3 separate regions of the Mus musculus genome follow, and all the other regions are linked to region 3. Evidence: chromatin contacts called from public HiChIP or PLAC-seq data. All regions are on one chromosome and are shown on one strand. The core of a region is the stretch at or near the end of the contact, and the rest is flanking DNA. Distances in the headings are between cores, read along the strand shown. Region 1 holds the start of Rhou (ras homolog family member U). Region 2 has its middle 14 kb from the start of 4732419C18Rik. Region 3 overlaps Galnt2 (polypeptide N-acetylgalactosaminyltransferase 2).

Region 1 (2,700 bases), core at 77-2,576, 690 kb before region 3:
TGTCACTTAGCATCTCTGTACTTCAGGTTGTCCTGGCTGTAAAATGGGTATAAGTAATGCTAATATTAAAGGAATTCGTTTTGACAGAATGGTTACAACAACATCTGGGACATAACAAAGGCTCAGTATTTAACTAGCTCTTGTCTTTTTTTTTTTAAGATTTATTTATTTTATTTATATGAATACACTGGCTGTCTTAAGACACACCACAAGAGGGCACCAGATCCCATTACAGATGGTCGTGAGTCACCATGTGGTTGCTGGGAATTGAACTCAGGACCTCTGGAAGAGCAGCCGGTGCTCTTAACCACTCTCCCTTTCTCTCGGCCCCTAGCTCTTGTCTTTACCACCAGCAAAATAATATTAATATTAACAGCACACAGCTCTTCTTACACCAGAAGCAAATCAGAAGCATTAGTGACCAGGCAGAGAAAGGGCAGCACAAAATGAACAGACAATTAGCTTTTCAGATAATACTACGGCAGCCAAAATTGCACTTAACTAAAGACTGTAAGGAAATTTGCTGGACCATGAATACACACAAGGTCACAGCATGCCAAAGAGAGGGAGCGCTAACAAAGGGTGGTATCCTGCATCCAAATGAGAATCAATGATTTTTAACAGAAAAATCATACATTTGTCTGCAATCAAACTTAAGTCCTACTCATCAGGACTGGCTATCAAGACAATAATCTCTCCTGAGGGACTGCAAAAGCAGGCAGGCCCCACAGCACTCTCCCCCTCCAAACCAAGACACTTGTGTGGAGGAGCAAGGGCAGCTGGAGGAACAGGAAGAGTGGAAGAAGCAGGGTGATCATGGTGAGAGGGAGACCGCGGAAAGGAGGTTGTGGAGTAGAAAGAGAATAGGGGGCGACCTAAGGAGGGAGAAGGAGGAGAGGGAAGAGAAAGAGCCGGGAGGGAAGGGGGAACAGAAGGATGGGGAGGAGGGGGCAGGGCAGGAGGAACTGGAGAGCAAGAGGAGGAAAGGAAGCTTGGGAAGGAGCCGGGAAAGGGGGGTGGGGGGATGAGAAGCCCACAGCAGGGGCCAGGGGTAGCTCGGGGTCCGCGTGGGTTGGCGTGGTGGAGCCAGCTAGTCCAGCCGCACCGTTTCGAGGCGCCGGCGTAGTTCACCAGCGCGGCGCGCAGACGGGGGCGCTGTGGTCTCGGATAGAAGAAGGAGCCGCCGGACCCGCCTCTTTCCCCGCCCGCCGGTGTCGCAGGGAAGCCTGGCGGAGCAGGCTCGGCCACATCGCGGCCGCGCGGGCACAGACGCCCAGCCGAGTGCGGACCGTGCGCCGCCTTTGTCCGCCGGTGGCAGCTGGTCTCGCGGCCGCCGCCCCGCGATGGCCCCGCAGCAAGGCCGGCCGGCGCTGCCCGCCCGCTGCGAGCCGCCGGCGGCGCCGCCGGTACCGCCTCGCCGAGAGCGCGGGGGGCGCGGGGCGCGCGGGCCCGGGGTGTCCGGGGGTCGGGGGCGCGCGGGCGGCGCCGAGGGACGCGGCGTCAAGTGCGTGCTGGTCGGCGACGGCGCGGTGGGCAAGACCAGCCTGGTGGTCAGCTACACCACTAACGGCTACCCCACCGAGTACATCCCTACGGCCTTCGACAACTTCTCGGGTGAGCGCCGGGCGGGGCGCGGCCTCGGGCTGGGAGGCGCGGGGCGGCGCGGGTCTCGGGGCAGCGGCTCGGCGAGGTGGCAGCGGGGTGTCCGACCGGTCTGGCTCCGGGATTCCGGAGCGAGCTGCAGCTCAGGTGGCCTTCCCACCTGCGCCCTCCGGGGCGGCTCACTTCCAGCGGATCTTCGCCTGGAGCAACCCGGATTGCTCCCGTGTGTGAGCCGGCCAGGCGCACCAAGGAGGGCTGGGGCTTGCGAGAACGTTCCTTTCTTCTGAGCCCAGCGCCTGCCTGGCCTGCGCCCCGCCTGCGCTGTCTCGGTTTCTGACGGTTGGCCCAGTCCCTCCAGCTTGGCGTTTAGTTACAGCAAGTTCTCAAGGGTGGGTGGGTTCGTGGATCACACAAAGATAACAAAAGTAAAGCAATCATTTCTCTTGATTTTTTAAAAAGTCTTTCAGGAATTTAAGAAAAAGTTACAAAAAAAAAATCACATTAAGCTAGTGTGAAAAATCTTCCTCCTAAAAAATTTACCTCCGACTTCCAGTCTCCGTGGCCAGTCTCTAATTTCAGAGACCCTATGGATAAAACAGAAGTGCATGGTGCCCCCTCCACCGCTCACTAGCATAAACATTTATAAACAACCAGAAATGCTATCAGAAGGAGACAAATTGCCTAATATAAGCTGAAACCTCCGAGTCTTTACTGGATGGGGGGTCCTTGCTCTCACCCTATCTCTGGACCCTGGGGGAAAATCTGTGTGGCTTCTCTCTGCCAGCTTTTCTTAATCCTCTTTTTGAACTGACAGAGAGAAGTGCCCATTTCCACACACGCACGGGTGATAGGCCGCCTGTGTTTGCACAAGTTCTCAAAACTGCTGGAGTTTTATGATAAACCCTGAAGCAGGGAGATTTTTTTTTCCCAAGAGAAAACAGGATTATCTATGAGGTTGTCCACTGATTTAAAAGTGCAGAGTTGGTTTCCCACCTTGTGTTGTTTCTAGGCTCTTTGAAACAAGGGTGACAGGAAAATTAATCTTCCAGGCTTGAAAGGAAAACAAGCCTTCCGGGGCACCTTCTGGAGGTCAGGGCT
Region 2 (2,757 bases), core at 115-2,614, 570 kb before region 3:
CCCAAGGACAGGATCACCTGTGTCTGTCCTAGGACTGTCGTAATTACCCTCAGCTCCTGGCAGAAGCCATTTAAAATTTATGAGTTGCCCAAATGCCAGATACTGAGACTGATGTGTGACCTCCAGGTACCTGGGAAGCAGGCAATGATTTGGGGGTTAGCCTGGCTGGACCTCACAGAGGCTATAGGACTAGGATTTGAGCCAAATTCACAAAGCTCCCTCTCTCTCTATGTCTCTCTCTCCCCCCCCCCCTCTCTCTCTCTCTCTCTCTGTGTGTGTGTGTGTGTGTGTGTGTGTGTGTGTGATATTCATTATATGCATTGTGTTGAGTTAGGATATACTCAGGGGTTGTCTGCACCACCCAAACTCTACTAATTTAAATGTCGATATTATAGAAACACCTTCCCAGATGCAGCTCTATAAGGCTTGGCCAAACATCTGGAGTTGGAGGCCAGCAAGGGACACATGTTACAGCTGTAGCCTTACCTTCAGCCCCCATGACCTTCTCGGCGTGAACCCTGAGCCCTGCTAAGGATGAGCAGGACCACAGGACGCATTCCCGAGTGATGAGTGATGCTTACCCAGCACCGCCAGGAGCCTGCTAAATCACAGATCAGATAGTATTAAATTTACTGTATTTTTCTTGTCTCTAGGTACCCGAAAGAGAAAACATGAAGAAAACCAAAACAGGCCCCCAGGCTAAAGCACAGGGTTCAGTGTTAGGTGTGGCATCTGCGTCTTGAGGCATCAAAGGCCAACTGGAAGGGCAGGACCAAGCTCTGCAGCCCAGATACGGTGAGTCTGTAGCTCTCCAAGACGGATTATCAGGATCAGATGGTGGCGTCTGCAGAGCTTGAAGTCCTGCTGACAAATTCTCTGCACGGGGAAACCGCTCACCCCTAGGCTCCTGTGAACAAGAACAGCATGAGGCACTGACTTAACCCTGCAGAAGGCTGCAGGAGAAGTTCAGCTGCAAAACGAAACTGAGCAAGAAAGATCAGGGTCTAAGATTTTCCTGGCCAAGTGCACACCAAGGCCTACATCGGTTCCCCTGATGATTCATTTCTTGCTAGCATTTCCCAAGTGATGTAGAACACAGAGCTTGTCCGTTGAGGTGATCTCTGGAGCTGTGCCTCCCTTGACCTTGGCTTTCTGGCCTCTGGCCCAAGGGAAATATAGAAGGTTTGATGCTGGGCCACTGTTTCTCGTTTCTATGTTAAGAGAGAAGACAGACACGGCGTGGCTCCCCAGCAAGGATAGTGAAGGCCCATGGTGCCGTTGAAATGCTTGTTTCCCTGGGAGGACGGTGGGGTAGGGAGAACCCAGGAGGCAGCTTGAGAGGAGCGTTTAGTCACTGGTGTTCCTTTGACAGGTAAGAGCATGCATAGGAGGGAAGCATGGGGTAGGTATGGGGAGAGTGTGGACTGGGCAGTCCTGATGAGCAGGGAGGCTGAAGGAAGCCAGCATGGGCAGCTCTGGACTGTACGGAAGGTGCCGAGGTATGACATACGGAAGGTGCTGGAGCCCAGGTCACCTTTGAAGGACTCAGCTCTGCAGTTTTGGTGCCGCTTAGATTCACTGTGTGTGAAGAGATCTCGTTTCTTCCCAAATGTTGATTCTAATTTTGAAATCTTTCTAACGAGACAGTAAACTACATAAAAGGAGAACAGACAGATTGCTCCACACACGGCCTGTGCTATGCTGTTCTAAAAGTGGGTGCTGGGTGGATGGGCGTTGGTCGCCTCAGCCGTGGGAGGCTACACCCCCCTTCCACTATCCTCGATCTTTATGCCTTTTGTGTCTACTCCCAAACTCTGTGAGCATCTGCCCTAGACCCGGAAGGAAGCCAAACAGCGGTGTCTTCAGACAGGAGGACCATGTGGCTCTCTCCTTTGATGACACACCACAGAAATCCCTGAACCCACAACTGAGCAGTAGCGGGGCAAGGAATCCTCACCAAGTGACTTGTCACCATGAGTAACAGTGGCCTTTCTGCCAGGTGGCAGCAAGCTCAGTAAAGCAGGGTAGCTGTAAGTGCCTGCCGGTGGGCTGCCTTTGAATTTGGCACGGATTGCCAAGTACACAAACAACAAAAGCAAAAATAGACAAACTCAAAAGCTGTGAAATTGTCAGTGGCCAAAGAACAGCCTGTGGAAAGATTGCTAACCACATACCTGATAAAGGGCTAATATCCAAGTGCATTAAAAACTGTCAAGCGGAGTCAGCTCCACACTGCCACCTGCATGGCAGCCTAGGAAACGCTGCTCAGAGACCACAGAGGAGCTGGGGTTCCCAACTCCACTGCAGAAAAGAATTTCAGAGCCAGTCAGTATGAAGCAGAGTTAGAGTTTAATCTTAGATTTAAGCTGGGGCAGGTGTGGAGCAGGGGTGGGGTATAGACAGAGACATTCGGAGAAAAGATCACACTTACCCAAGCCTGAGTCCCGGACTTCCCAAGAGAGAGCTGAACTTAACTGTCCTTACAAGAGCCACATAAAGGATTTGGGTGGCTGCTGAAGTTGCTTCTCAAAAGGCTGCCAAGGAACTTAAACAAAACTGTGGGGAGGTTTGTGAGATACACTGAGTAGGATTAAAGGTAGTCTGGTAAATATCTGGGCTGGAGAGATGGCTCAGCGGTTAAGAGCAATGACTGCTCTTCCAGAGGTCCTGAGTTCCATTCCCAGCAACCACACAATGGCTCACAACCATCTGTAATGGGATGCCCTCTTCCGGTGTGTCTGAAGAGAGCAACATTAT
Region 3 (2,858 bases), core at 14-2,513:
TTTTACAAATTCAGGTTGCTGAAGGTCCAGCACAAGGTGGCCAGCTCTGCTTCATGTGTAGCCAAGTCAGGTTTTTGGAGTTCAGTGTATTTACTATCCATCTTAAAATAATGAAGTCCACAATATCCACATGTGACCTTCCTGGCCAGCCACATTTGTCAAATAAGACAGTCTAGACCCTCGGTGCTCAGAGGTCCTTGTGACTCTCCTGACCACAAGTAGGTGTGTCTCCAGCTGTTGCCCACACATAGGTGTGGTTGGGAGGGGTTCTGGACTTCCACATCTACAGCAGCAGACCGGGGACATGGAGTTGCATCTCCACGCCCTGGCACATCTGGAAGGAAGCACACTGGGTAGAGCAGACAGACTGTAGATAAGCTACCCACCACCCTTCACTGTGGAGACAGAACAGCCTAAGAGAGAAGGGTCCTTCTACTCACATCCCACGCAGTACATCACGGCATGGGAGGATGAGGAAGCCAGCCACCTTGTGTCCACAGTCTGGAAGTGGACAGAAGGTGAGGCTGACTTCAGAAGGGCCTGCCCCAGTGACTCACAGTGCAGTCACCTTCTGTGAAGAACTTCCAGTGGCACAGAGGAACTCATTCCACGGCAGGGATAGAGACAGAAAGAAAGATCCATCAGGCCATCCTGCCTCCAGGCTCACTGCATCCTCTTTCTCCAACCTCTCTGACTATCTGTGCTTCTACCCCCATCCCCCTCTCCCTCACTCCCCCCCCCACCCTCCCCCCACTTCTCAGAGTCAGGAGCCCTCATGTCCCAGTGGCAGCCCTGAAGTTTCAGTGTCAGCAGACCACCTGCTTATAGATAGCAAGGCTTCCCTGGCTCACCACCTCTGGCCTTGTGGCAGTCTTTGTAGCCCTTACAGAATACATTCATGCGTCTTCCGTTTTCCCTTCTGAGGGACACAGGTCAGTGGAGCCAGAGAAGAGACAAGAAGCCCCCAGGGCCTGGGCAGCTCAGTGTCCCTGTGGGATGCTGGGCTCACTGAGGCCTCCACTCCTGGATCCTGAAGGCCCTGTGTGGGTGGCTGTTCCTCTAAGGATCAGGTTACAGAAATAACTTGAGGGTGCATTTACTTTGGCTCCTGGATTGAGAGTACAGTCAGTCCAGCATAACTGGACTTGCCAGCCAGAGTGGCCTCCAGCTGAGGTGGCAGGAGTGTGCACTTCCCCAGCCTCCCAGAACAGACCTACCAGCTGGGGCCCACACGTGCCCACCAAAACATAGCGGTTACCAAGGTTACACCTTAGCAGCCAGGCGTAGCTTTGTCCCTCAGCCGGGAGCATCCTGCTGGCTCTGAGTTACCCCTGGGGCCTGAGTCAAGTTTCCCACGTGACTGCAGCTTGACTTGGGGTGTACCTCTGACTCGTGGTCTCTCCCAGGAATGGGCCTTGACAAAGGAGAAGTCGGTGAAGCACATGGACCTGTGCCTTACTGTGGTGGACCGTTCGCCTGGGTCACTCATCAGGCTGCAGGGCTGCCGGGAGAACGACAGCAGACAGGTGCGTCCGAGGTCCCAGGCTTTCATAGCGTCAGCAGTGATGGGGGCCACGTGCTTAGCCACCTCACACCCATGGTCCAGTTCATCCCCGCTGGAGGTCTCATGTCACACGGTCCCAGCCTCCTTTCCTTCCTCATGCCACAGAGCGCTTGATGTGAAATTACGTCATTTCTTAAGCAAACCATTCATAAGTTGCTTGTTCTCCTGCTTAACTTTACAGAAATTCTAATCTGAATGGTTAACAAGATGGGCATGGGTGGGCACAAAGACTTAGCTGCAGAGTAACCCATATTCTACCGAAAGTGGACTTTGGGCTTTGACTCTGGATCGTCTCCATAGCTGGCAGTTAGGTAGTATGTTTTCCTGAGGTTTGGGGCCACCGCAGCCTCCTCAGCTCCCTGTCAGTCTCCTTCATAAAGGGAGTGGCCACTCCCCTGCGGTGCCCTGGGCTGTGTGGCTGAGCACTGGGGGGTACCACTTGTCTCACTCCGAGCTTACAGTGAGATCAGAATCCTAACCCTGGTAACAGTTGAGCCTCTCTGTATATTGCTTCTTCCGTGGACCAGAGCTTATTGCAAGCCTTGGAAGCCAGTTCTGTCTGGCATATTCTCTGGGGGTCTTGGACAAAGCACCTTCCTAAGCCCTGCAGTGACAATCACAGTGCAGGCACTAACCGTCCCTTCTAACTTGCTACAGGGGAGTGTAGCCAGTCTCCCCACGGTCCCTCCCCAGAAGACAAATGTGGGGGAAACTGAGGCACGAGGGCCACCAGAGCACGGCTCAGCATCCTTTCATCCACCTGATTGCACAAACGGAAGCAGAGGCCCAGGTTCCCCGCCTACCACCACCTAGCAGGTGGTATGGGGCCACAGTCAGCGTCCAGTTCCTGTTTAGATCCTAGGTGATGGAGAAATGCTTGCAAAGGGTCCTGTCTCCCCAGTCCATCCCTAAATCTATTCCCATACCTGAGTGCCATGTCCCTGCTCCCAGTCCACCCTGTGTTCACTCTCTAAACATCGGTTAGTGCAGTTTATAACTTGAGTCAGACCCTATAGAATAAGATTGTAAATGTTGAACCAGGGAAGGCCACTGTACCCTGGACCCACCTAAAATACAGCCAGGCTTTGCGACTGTAAGTCAGTGGTAAGGTGAGACTTTGGTCTGGTCTGTTGACCTTTAAGGAAGAGGAAATAGAAACACCCGTCCCACGTTCTGTGGGGTCCTTAACTGAGCTTCTAAGACAGGGTCGGCTTGGGCGATGAGTCCAGCCTCCAGCTGTGGAGATGTGGGAGCGCTGCTCCAGTAAACCCACCACACTGCAGCATCCCATCAG

Evidence for each region. HiChIP or PLAC-seq counts read pairs in DNA pulled down with a chosen protein or histone mark.
Region 1: a contact with region 3 is called in an HNF4G HiChIP or PLAC-seq map of pancreatic cancer cells. The contact joins the promoter of Rhou here to the enhancer-like site in region 3. A contact is called at or near these places in 3 of 39 promoter capture datasets (cranial neural crest, hippocampal neurons and stem cell-derived epiblast-like cells), 1 of 484 Hi-C or Micro-C datasets (cortical neurons), 2 of 115 datasets of contacts at active chromatin or transcription factors (embryonic forebrain and pancreatic cancer cells) and 1 of 9 other capture datasets (embryonic stem cells).
Region 2: a contact with region 3 is called in a FOXA1 HiChIP or PLAC-seq map of pancreatic cancer cells. The contact joins two enhancer-like sites. A contact is called at or near these places in 1 of 39 promoter capture datasets (cranial neural crest), 2 of 484 Hi-C or Micro-C datasets (both in the G1E-ER4 cell line), 2 of 115 datasets of contacts at active chromatin or transcription factors (kidney and pancreatic cancer cells) and 1 of 9 other capture datasets (embryonic stem cells).

The regions. Positions count from the first base shown.
Region 1 is chr8:123,652,603-123,655,302 of GRCm38.p6, forward strand. It overlaps Rhou (ras homolog family member U), which reads left to right and starts at 1,327. Exons shown (of 3, transcript NM_133955.4): 1 at 1,327-1,614. The coding sequence starts at 1,344. Gm35874 (a long non-coding RNA gene) reads right to left here and starts at 134. Exons shown (of 3, transcript XR_388157.3): 1 at 1-134.
Region 2 is chr8:123,766,932-123,769,688 of GRCm38.p6, forward strand. No RefSeq gene overlaps it. Among named protein-coding and RNA genes, the nearest start is that of 4732419C18Rik, 14 kb to the left of the region's middle. Within about 2 kb of position 1,365, at least 27 of the 459 cell types and tissues checked have an H3K27ac peak or open chromatin away from gene starts, as enhancers often do. A contact at or near this core is called in pancreatic cancer cells, where this site is marked.
Region 3 is chr8:124,339,413-124,342,270 of GRCm38.p6, forward strand. Galnt2 (polypeptide N-acetylgalactosaminyltransferase 2) reads left to right here. Exons shown (of 16, transcript NM_139272.2): 15 at 1,407-1,526. Among named protein-coding and RNA genes, the nearest start is that of Pgbd5, 93 kb to the right of the region's middle. Within about 2 kb of position 1,264, at least 36 of the 459 cell types and tissues checked have an H3K27ac peak or open chromatin away from gene starts, as enhancers often do. A contact at or near this core is called in pancreatic cancer cells, where this site is marked.